Regions from separate parts of the Mus musculus genome. Here region 1 is linked to region 2. A link is a contact called in public HiChIP or PLAC-seq data. All regions are on one chromosome and are shown on one strand. The core of a region is the stretch at or near the end of the contact, and the rest is flanking DNA. Distances in the headings are between cores, read along the strand shown.

Region 1 (5,550 bases), core at 1,420-3,919, 1.0 Mb after region 2:
CTATTCCTTGGTGAACCTTTTTTGTAGTAGGACAATGTATCATCAAGACAGAGGCAGCTAGAGTTACTATAAAATTCTCTTTGTTGATTCCAATGAGGTTCCACCCACACATCCTGTCCTTCCATCCCTTCCGGGCCCCAAAGAGTAAGTCTAATTTCTCCTCTATTTGACAGCTCTTCAAATATGTGAAGAAAGCTACCTTGTACTCCCCGGGGCAAAAACTTCTGTTTCCTTTCATCTTTCCTCATGTGGCATAGTTTCTAGTCTCATTACATCCTGATCTCTCTCCTTGTGCACAGTGATAATTTTTCTTTGCCAAGTCTCAGTCACAGGCAACTCCATGTGGGTACTGATCAAGACAGCCCATGTTGCTTTCTCTTAGACTTTCAGTGGTTGTCCGGAGACAGCATTCTTTCTCTGGGCAGCCACAAATCTCTGTGGACTGAGACTGAGTTGTGTGTGACTTAGGGCTCCCATCTTGTTCTTTTATGCATCTGTTCAGACACCTCTGCCCTACCCTGTCTAAGAACAGCAGGCTTCCCAAGATGGGACCCTATTAAGGAGCCCATTGTTCCCTATCAAATTTGGCTGGTGTTAAGTAGTATCTCTTCCTCTGTTGGCTTTCTGTTACCTGGAAAATGAATGCAAAGTTCCTAGTTTTTCTTTCAGGACATGGGTAAAAATCCTGAGTCTGGGCCTAGTTGAGAGCCTTGCACCATTTTTTGGTAACTGGCCTGATGTGAGCCTTTAGCGTGGAAGCCACATTTAGAACATGACTGACACTTTATTTGTAGAATGGGGTAAGAACTGCTTTCTGCACAGGGTGGTTGTCAGGATACAGGGGTTGAAAAAAAAGGAGGGAAAGCTTTTAGCACATGCCCGGCACACAACACGGTAGAGAGATATTGTGGGATGCATCAGCCAGCATCTTCAGGTTACTGGTACTTAGCTAGCTATTAGTCCATTTAATTAGGTCAGCATCCAGCCCACATTTCCATCTTGTAAGTAATATCTTTTCTAATGCTGTATTAAAGTTCCATCTACACAGAGAGATTCCTTCACAGAACAGGACAGAGAAAGAATAAATCTGCTTTGAAACTCAGGGGAAGTGGGAAGTTACCCATGAAGTTCTTTGGTCTTGAAGCCAATTCACATTTCAACCAAGGCTGTGTGCCTTGCAAAGGGCTGGACATGGGTCATGGCTTTATAAGCATTGAAATGCTGCCTTGTGTCCCAGGAACCTGCCTGTCTAGAATTCATTCTATAGTCACACGAGCTGGTCCACTTCACATAAGTGAGTCGAGTGTTTTGATCCCATTTGTTCATGGATCCAGCCCACATTTGCAGAGTACTTTCTGGGTGTCAGCCCTATCCCCAACACCCCACCCAGGCCCCTCCAGCACATGCTAAAGGGGAGGGAGCACACATGGTTCAAAAAGGACGAAGTGGCCTTGCTATCAGGAAGTTTAACATTTAGAAGGTTTGCCAGTTGTTTGAAGGTAGAAACAAGACAACTTCTTTCCCTCTCCCCCTCTCTCTCTATTTCTCCCTCCCTCCTCTTCCTCCCCTCTCTCTGTCTCTTTCTTTAAAAATAAATAAATAAATCTCTGAGCAGGTGGTGCCTCGGGAGGCAAAAGCAGGCGGATCTCTGTGAATTGGATTCAAAGCCAGCTTGATGATCTACAGGAGTTCCAGGATAGCTAGGGCTACAACAGAACAACTAACCACCCAAACAAACAACTTTGCAACTTTTCTTTCTTTCCCGCTCCTTTGATACTTTTGCAAAGTACATTTGCTAGGGCCATGTCCATAACATGTAATAGAATCTTGCTCAGGTCTCACCCTGTGGCCCCGGCTAGCTCAGTACTCGCGATTATGCCCCTGCCTCAGCTTCTTGAGGGTTGGAATTACAGACTACGCCACCACCCCCGGGAGACTTCTCTTCCGATCGGGAATGACAGCTCCACTGGACGCTTGGAGGTCAAGAGAAAAAAAAAAAAAAAAAAAAAAAGAACGCGCGATCCGGTTAGTCGTCGGAAGGAAAAGTCTTCTAAATGCGCTAGCTATTAGCGCTGTGGTTCCGACTAGGACAAGCCAGGGGTTTCAGGAAGGTTCTGTCACTCTGTGTTCCTAAAATGTGGTTTCCTAGATGGAGCTGGAGAGGGATGGGCGAAGAGATGCGGCGTTTTCTCAGTGTTCTGCGAGCCAGGAAGGGGACGGAGGAGGAGGGAGAGCTGAGAGGCAGTCACTAGCCAGGGACGCGGCTGAGGAGCAGGGGACAACGGCGAGCTCGCAGAGTCCGCAACGCAGTGGCCTCAGCGAGCTTTAGACCTGAGGGGGAAAACCGAGGGCTGGGGCAAGAAATCCACAGAGCGTGCCAATTGGTCCACTCCTCGGGGCGTGTGCTTCTGTGCGCCAAATGATTGGTGAAGGGAAAGTAGCAGGTAAACCAGCCCTGCCGTCTTGCCATTGGTCAGAGGCTTTCCTATCGGTCACTCGATTGGCTAGCCTAACGCAGAGCAGAACGCGAATTGGTTTGGGTTGTCCGCCAAGACAACTCCGTTCGCTCTCTCTGATTGGCTAACGGGAAGAGGCAGGTATCCGGGCTGCGCGGCTCCTCCATTGGTGGGCGGGGAAGGGGGGTTGGGCACAGCGATTGGTGGGCGGGGGGCCGGGCCTGGGCCGGCGGGGAGCGGATTGGTCGGAAAGTAGGTTAGTGGTGCGACATTTAGGGAAGGCAGAAAGTAGGTCAGGGACGGAGGTGCCTGTTTACCCGCGCCGGACTTGCCGCCGCCGCCGCCGCGGGATCCGAGTGCGGGTGCGGGCGCGGGCGCTCGCAGCGAGCCACGGTGAGTGTCGGCATGGCTGCGGGCAGCAGCCGTCTCGGGGCGTCCCGTCGGGGGTCGCGAGTTCCCGGGCGGGCGCACCGCCCCCGCCCGCGGCGCAGCCGGGCCGCCGGGAGCCCTGCCCGACGTGCCCGCTGCCGGCCTTAAAGGGCCCGTGCGGCTCCCAGCCCCCACCTAGCCTCGGGGAGGCTGCGCCCCTTAAAGGCGCCGCTCCCGCGCACCCCCATCTTCCCCGCCTGGGCTGCACAGCGGGCGGGGGAGGACTGGGGGGACCCTGGGACGCTGTCAGCGGGTGCGCCCACCTTCCCCGCGCGGGCATCACCACCTGGCTCGGGAGGGGGCGGCCAGCGGCCTCTTAAAGAGACAGCAGTACCGGGTGGCAGCAATGACCCGAACCTGGGAAGAGCTCCGGGATACATCCCCGGGAGCTTCTGGATCCCCGAGGAGATGGCCGGGACGCGGGCAGAACGATGCTATGCGGCGCTTGCCTGGTCAACCCTTCTACACTTCTCCCTCGGGAGCCGGGTGGGGGCGGGGAGGGCGTCTCCGTCAAGTCGGGGAGTCCGTACTGGTACGTCCCTATGGCCTGTCTTGGGGCTGGCGCGGACCCCGGGAATCCCCTGGCTGGCTTGGACCAGGCCCACGGACAGCCGTCGGGCCTGCGCTGTCCGGTACCTGGGTGGTCCTGGAGGATGTGTCTTCCCCGTTGGGTCTGGGAGTAGGTACCCGATGGCGTGGGGACTGTGCCCTGTGCCCGGTAGGCGTCAGAGACCCAAGGAGTGCGCAGCAGAGGCTTCACTCCGATGCGGGTTTGACAGATAATCGGGGAAGAGGAAGGTTTCCACTGGAGATTACCCCAGTGTAGACAGCTTGGGGTGCTCGGGTTTGCAGGGAGAAGTCAAAGATAGAATTTTAGGCAGACTCGGGGCGCACATGGAAGCCATCCCCGGGGTCGCGTAGCGGGTTGTGTTCGGAAATGAGTGCGTTGGACACCGGTGTGTGTGTCTGTCAGAGTTGCGCTGGCCAAGCTGACATGATCGCCCCTTACCTGTTCGGGGTGCACCTTCTCCAGTCCTTTCCCTACATTTAGCCTAGTTTTGACCCTCTGACCCCTTGAGATCTGGCTCCTCTCCTGTCTTAAGTTGCTACTTTTAAAGTAAGAAATCATTAATCAAGTTTTCTCACCTAACTTCCAAAAATCAGAGACTGTAATCACGACCAATTACTTTTTGACAGTACCAGTATTGCCAAGATCTTCGTTGTGGGTTTTGTTTTTATGTCCAGGAAAACTGATCATTAAATGCTTTTTTTCCTACTGCTCTTGCTTGTCATTTTTCCTTTTCACATTTGCTGCTGTGCCCTCTTTCAATCTATTTTTACTTAACAACTATTATTTTTATTCTTAAGTTCCCATTGATACCAGGATCTGTCAATTTGGGTTGGTGGATTTTCTAATTAATGTACTAGTTGAATCATGAGCTTAAAATAATCATTGCTGCTCTTGAGCAGTTTTGAATAATCTCAGGCTCCCTGTGCTTGCAAGAAAGAGGGGAGGATGGTTCGCTGCTGTTAAATTTGATTCCCATACCAGTGAAGTTCCAATATATATATAGATATATTTTTAAATACAAAATGTAATCCTTAAGTTTATTCTTTGTTCCTGGGTTTATATTATTGCTAAGTCTTTTAAAATGGGTTGTTGAACATATTTAGAAGGGTTAGAAATTTTCTAGGCAGATTTGAAATTGGGTGTATCAGCGGAAGCTGGATCTGTAGCAGCACTTTGGTTCTATCTTAGATGTTGCCAGTGAATAATGACGATGTTAAAACAGCAGTTAAATTTGTACTTTGTTCCAATCTCTGCTGCTTAAAATGGGAGAGGCTTTGATAAGGCGTAGAAGAGTGGTAACCTGGGAGTTAGGAGGCATGAAACTAGGTTCTAGCCCTGACTGGAACCAGGTGGCTTTGCTACGAAGAGCAAATTACTACACCTTTCTGGGTTATGTTCACCTCTGATGAAAAGTCAGACAGTTGATCTAAGGGATGTCAAAGATTTCTACCACTCTTAGGTTCTATATGCCTCCCAGTATTGAATAAATTTGAATCAGGATAGGCATCTACCTCCTGGAGCTGTCAGAACAATTGAGTGAAAGTCCTTTTTTCATGGGACAGTTAAGTAGATCAACAGATGGTGTTTAAAGGGATCCATTTCAAATGATTTATAATTGATGACGATTCACCCGTATCACTGCTATTTGTAGAAGAGGTTTACATGCCACGGGGCAGGAAAAGGAAGTGGCCGTGTTTTCAGATTTATTCCTTCACATCCCCAGTCTCACTGGGACTCATGTATGCATAAGCGCCACGGAAAGACCTGGCCATATTAATAGCTCTGCATATGAGCATGCAAAAATGAATGATTTTATCTGTGTGCATCGGACAGTCTGCTTTCTGTCTCTGAGCTTTCTTTCTTTCTATGATTCCATCATCGCCCCACTGTGGTAGGAGAATGTGAAGATGAAAGAGCTCCTGTCCCTGACAGCATGGCAGTTTCAGATGGTGGCTTCGGTGTGGTGCTATCTGATATAGGCGTTTGCAGGGAAAATAGAAAAGACAAAACCCTTTCTAGACTTTTGAGGTTAATCGGGGAGCTCAGGGACACAAGCATGCTCTTTTCTGTCAGTCTTCTCTGTTGTCACTTCAT
Region 2 (5,504 bases), core at 2,300-4,799:
CACTTTTCTATTGCTGTGATAAAACACCATAGCCAAGGCAACCCATAGAAGAAAGCATTTATTTTGGCTTACAGTTCCAGCGGGTAAGAGTTCACCATCATGGGGAGACATGGCTACAGTGGCAGCTGTGTGGAGGAATGGGGAGCTGAGACATCACTTCTCAACTGCTGGCCCAAAATAGAGAGAGTGAACTAGACCTGGGTGAGACTACAAACTCTCCAAGCCCACCCCTAGTGACAGACTTCCTCCAGCAAGGCCACACCCCCTAAACCTTCCAAAATAGTGTAACTAACCAGAGACCATGTGTTCAAATGTCTGTGGCATAGATTTCTCAGTCAACCACCACAGAGTTTTGGTGCTGAATTGTCACATGACTGCACATCCTATCTGAACCACCTGTGATGTATATTTCAGGACTCAGGCTTAGCCATTCAGAATGAGTAGAAAGAACATATTATCTGAATGGAAGAGCTGAACAGTAGCCATGATGCAGGGACCAGCACTGTTCAAAGCCTGCCTTCACCCTGGCTGCTGTTCTTCTCAGCGACACAAGATAAAGATCTTTGGGCTTAGGGCCTTCTCTCTCCTCGAGGCACCCAGGGAAAGCATCTGTCTGTGTGGGTGATGGAGATGGCGGTGACTTGGGCAGGATTTTAATTGTGTATCTTAGGGACCGACTATTTATTTATGTGTCTATGTCATACTGTTTAGTCATCGGGAGACTGTGTGGAACACAACAGAGGTGCCATCATACTTGGCCCAGAGATATAAGAGCTAAGAAGGCAGAGGTCCTGATCTCAGCAATGGCAAGCTCTGCTCTAACTCCTTACGCATTACTTGTGTGTCAGCATCCTTTAACATTTTTTACTTATGTATTTGTTCTTAATTTTTAATTGTTGTATTTTAGATTTAGTGTTTTACCTTTTTGTGCACACACACACATGTGTACATGCACGTTATTAGTGCACCTGTTGAGGTGAGAGGTCACCTTTTGGTATCATGTCCTCTTCTGCTATGTGGGTCCCAGGGATCAAACTCAGGACACACACCCTAGTGTTACCAGACCTAGTGTCACCAGCCCTAGTGGCAAGTGCCTTCACCTGCTGAACTGTTTTGCTGGCCCTTAGTTTGTTTTTTATTCTTTGACTGTTGCATATAAGTTTATATTTTATTTATATAAATTTACATATTAATTTATACATTAAATATCAATATACATTTATAATTTTATCCCGTCTCACTCAAATTACTCTTGCTATCCCCCTCTCCTGCTGAAACCCTTATTTACAAGTCTGTCCCTTTTTTGTGCATGCGTTATCCACTGAGTTTAAGTATGGCTACCTGTGTAAGCATGGGTAGGGGGCCATTTACTGGAGCAGCATATCAGCAGCTACATCACTGAATAAAGTGACATTCTTCTCAGAGCCACTTTCAACTGCTACCTTATTTATTTTCTTGAGACTGGGTTTTCCGTAGTAGCCCAGACTGCCTTCAAATTCACTATATAACTGTGGACAACCTTGAACTTCTAATAATCTTGTCTTCAGGTCCTGAGTGCTGGGATCATAGGTGTGTGCCACCACTGTGCTGTGTCCCCAGCCCCTTCTTCATAGTGTCTAATGTTTTCCATGAATTCTACCTTAAACACAACTCTAGATTATTGCATAGAATTGTTATGGGAGTACCAAATGCTATTATTTAGTGTGTGTGTGTGTGTGTGTGTGTGTGTGTGTGTGTGTGTGTGTGTGTGCTGTGATGTAATGTGTGTAGTTGTCTGTGTCACTGCATTGTGTGTGTGGAAGGGGTATCCATGTGCATGCCCAGGGAAGTCAGGGGTTGATGTTTGTCTTGTTTTAAGACAGGGTTTTGTGTTAAACCTGGACCTCACTAGCTAGGCTAGTCTAATTGATGAATATGCTTTAAGGACCCATCTGTCTCTGTTTCCTCTCCCCAGTGTCAGGGTTACAGACCACAGAGCTCACTTTTTATATGGGTTCTAGGGATCTAAACTCAGTCCTGACACTTGCAGGGCAAGCACCTCGCCAACTGAACCATTGCCCCAGCTCAGTGCATAGTATTTTCTCGTTTGAAACAGAGTCATGGGGCTGGAGAGATGGCTCAGCAGTTAAGAGCACTGACTGTTCTTCCAGAGGTTCTAATTTCAATTCCCAGCAACTGCAGGGTGGCTCACAACAATCTATAATGGGATCTGATGCCCTCTTCTGGCATGCAGGTGTACATGTAGAAAGAGCGCTCATATACAAAATAAATCTTTTTAAAGGAAAAAAGAGAGTCATACAAGATAGCCCAGGTATTGAACTCCCAGTCCTCTGACCTCAGCCTCCCGTGTGCTGGAACTACACAGGTGCCAGCTGCTGTACTTGGCTTAAGTTTTATCTTTATAGACATAGTGTGTGCTCTAAAGTGAGTCTACTTCTGTCTCTGTGCTTTGGCTGTCTCTGTCCTCTCCTGTTCTCAGGAGTCCTGAGGGTCTTGAGTATAAAGATGCTGAAAGGGGTAAGGTGGACGGAACAGGTCAGGAGCTTCAGATGCCACTCTCCACGAGCAGAATAGTCTGAGGACACTCTGGACACAGAGAAAATAAAAAAACAGAAGAAACAAAAACCAAAACCCTCTGAGTTGTAATAGCTGCGTTTGCAGACTTGGACTTTAAAATGAAGCCATCACAGAGTAGCATACAACCCCCTTGAGTCTCCCCTTAACTCAGGCCTGGCCTGAGCTTCTCAAGCCACGTTCCAGAGTGGCTGCAGCAGGGATCCCTTTAGCCCATGGCTGTAGCCAAAAGCAGTGGTTATGTTTTAAAACTCACCCTGCTGCTACATATTTTACTTCTTTGTAAGCTTTAGATATTTAAAAATAAAATCCTAAAGATAAGTGAGATGTGTGTGTGTGTGTGTGTTTGGCGGGGGGGGGGGGTTCCATGCCTGTGATCTACGCATTTTCGAGGCCTAGAAGATTGTGAGTTCGAGGCCAGCCTGGTCTATGTGATAAAATCTCATCTCAAACCAACCAACCAGCCAGCATCCCTTAGTAAGGAACCACATTGATTGATCTGTGGAGGTCATCATCGTCCTTCCCCTGCCCTCGTGCTTACACCCGTGAACACCCACAGGGTGTTTGTGCGATGCGGGTGCTCTTCTCCAAAGTATTAGGCATACCTCTGGGTACAGAATTCATTTGGAGCAGGACTTGGCCTTGGGTCTAAAACCTGCTCAACATTTAAGTGTGCACCCAGAGGAGCATTTGTTGCAGCAGAATTCCGAAATCTGAGCAACCTTTGGCAGCTGAAGGCTGAGAGGGAAAAACAAACAAACAAACCCAACAACCCATCCAGAGCCTTTTCCCAAAGCTGAAATGTTTACGTTGGATGCAAATATGGCCTGAGGTTTCAGGAAGAGGGTGGGGATGGTTAAGGGTGGAGGGCCGTGGGAACAGCGCCACCTTGTGGTCTCATCATTACTTTCCAGAGCAGCTATAGCTGCAGTGCCAGCTGCCACCAGACTGGGGCGGACATTTTGGACTTAGGACTTTGATTCGGAGACTGGGAGACATCTGCACTAGAACCTAGCTCCGACAGGCCCAGCTGCCTGACTCAAAAGACTTCATTAAAGACTACTCTGGCACAGCTACATAGTTGTTGAAGAAGAGGCGGGGGGGGGGGGCGGGGGAGAAGGGCGTGTGGCTGGCACTCATGAGACCATTTGGATCTGGAGGGACTGGCAGAGAGCCTGGAAGACCACGCCCAAGCTGGGAAGCTGGGGAACCAGGCGGTCTGCATTGGGAAGGCAGAAGGCAGATGGGTTGGCCACTCCTTCCCTTAGCTCTGTCTTGGTGTGTCTATTGGTCTCTCCCGTTGCTGCCCCCCATCACCCCAACACAGGGTACCAGGAAGGTAAAATAAGATGGCAGTTTCCTAGAACATCGGAAGTCCCAGAGGCACCCGGAGCTCTTCCCTTCCTCACCTTCTCAGTGGGACTCTCAAGCACAACACATCTCTGTCTGAGACAAAGATGACTGCCACCACAGGCAGGGAACACGAAAGTCATCTGTGCTTTTTTCCTCTAACAGCTACATCAAAATAAGTATACGAAGCAAATAAAAATTAATTTGGATACTATATTTTGTTTCATCCAACAGATCTGATGTCTTGGCATTTTAACATGTTAAGAAAATAGAATTCAGAGCTAGGCATTGTGGTACACAGCTGTAATTCCAGTGCTTGAGAGACTGAGACAACAGGATTGTGAACTAGAGTATCCTGGACTAAAACAGAGAGACCATCTGACAAACAAAGATAAACAAAAGAGTAATGTTATCTTTAGCTCCACTTCCCACCCTGGTTCTAAGGCTTTGGGATTCTGTATGTATTTTACTAGATTGGAAACACACAGATGCACACACACACACACCAGCAGCAGTTAGCACAAGAAAGGACATAGGATTCTTTGGTAGTTGGTAGAAGAGACCAACATGACCTGGCAAAGTCACATGGAGGCATTCACACTGGGCCATGGTGGCTGTGTGAGATTTAGAAAATGAAGTGACGAGTGTTTGGCCTGAGGAAGATGGATTATCCATCCCTGTTCTACTGGATCATGTCTGTCTCCCCTCCAATCTCCCCCCATCAGTACACACACACACACACACACACACACACACACACACTCTCATGTATGCACACACAGGTGTGGAGGTCAGAGCGCAGCTTCAGATGTCTCTCCTCAGGCATTGCTCGCCTTGATTTTTGAGACAGATTGCTCACTGACCTAGAACTCACTGAGTAGCCTAGTCTGGCTGGCCAGTGAGCCTGAGATCTGCCTGTCTCCGCAGCAGTGCTGTGATTCCAAGCACACACCACCACACATGGCTCTTAAAAATGATTGTTATTTTAAACAAACAAACAAACAAACAAACAAACAAACCAGGGGTTCTGGAGCCCCAGTCGGACCCTCCCGCTATCAAGCCAGCATTAATGACTGAGATGCTCTCTGGAGTTTTAAAGGATTGACAAAGATCAATAGCAGAAACTTCTCTGGATGCTGTAGAAAAATGTTTCAGGCTGACCCAGTGACCCCATCCCATAAGCCTCTGTGACCCAGTCCCACAGTAAACCTTCCACTGGGGCCCTTCGCTCACCAGTCTCTTCTGAGAACCTCAGAGCCACAGGTGAAGGTGCCCACCTAGCGAGTGGATGTGTTCCCTCATCCACACAGCCTGGTCACAGACAGTCCCCAAACCACAATCCACATCACATGTTCTACTGGGTGTTTGTTTGTTTGTTTGTTTGTTTTGCTTGCTTGCTTGCTTTCTTTCTTTCTTTCTTTCTTTCTTTTTTTTTTTTTTTTTTTTTTTTTTTTTTTTTTGTCTTGACTACCCTGAAACTCACTCTGTAGACCAGGCTGGCCTTGAACTCAGAGATCCACCTACCTCTGCCTCCCAAGGGCTGGGATTAAAAACATGCGCCACCACCACCCAGATTTCCA

The links. HiChIP or PLAC-seq counts read pairs in DNA pulled down with a chosen protein or histone mark.
Region 1: a contact with region 2 is called in a FOXA1 HiChIP or PLAC-seq map of pancreatic cancer cells. The contact joins the promoter of Arntl here to the enhancer-like site in region 2. A contact is called at or near these places in 2 of 39 promoter capture datasets (cranial neural crest and liver) and 6 of 115 datasets of contacts at active chromatin or transcription factors (astrocytes, embryonic forebrain, embryonic limb bud and 2 more).

What each region holds. Positions count from the first base shown.
Region 1 is chr7:113,204,796-113,210,345 of GRCm38.p6, forward strand. It overlaps Arntl (aryl hydrocarbon receptor nuclear translocator-like), which reads left to right and starts at 2,670. Exons shown (of 20, transcript NM_007489.4): 1 at 2,670-2,849.
Region 2 is chr7:112,176,847-112,182,350 of GRCm38.p6, forward strand. No RefSeq gene overlaps it. Among named protein-coding and RNA genes, the nearest start is that of Gm39071, 8.3 kb to the right of the region's middle. Within about 2 kb of position 3,550, at least 72 of the 459 cell types and tissues checked have an H3K27ac peak or open chromatin away from gene starts, as enhancers often do. A contact at or near this core is called in pancreatic cancer cells, where this site is marked.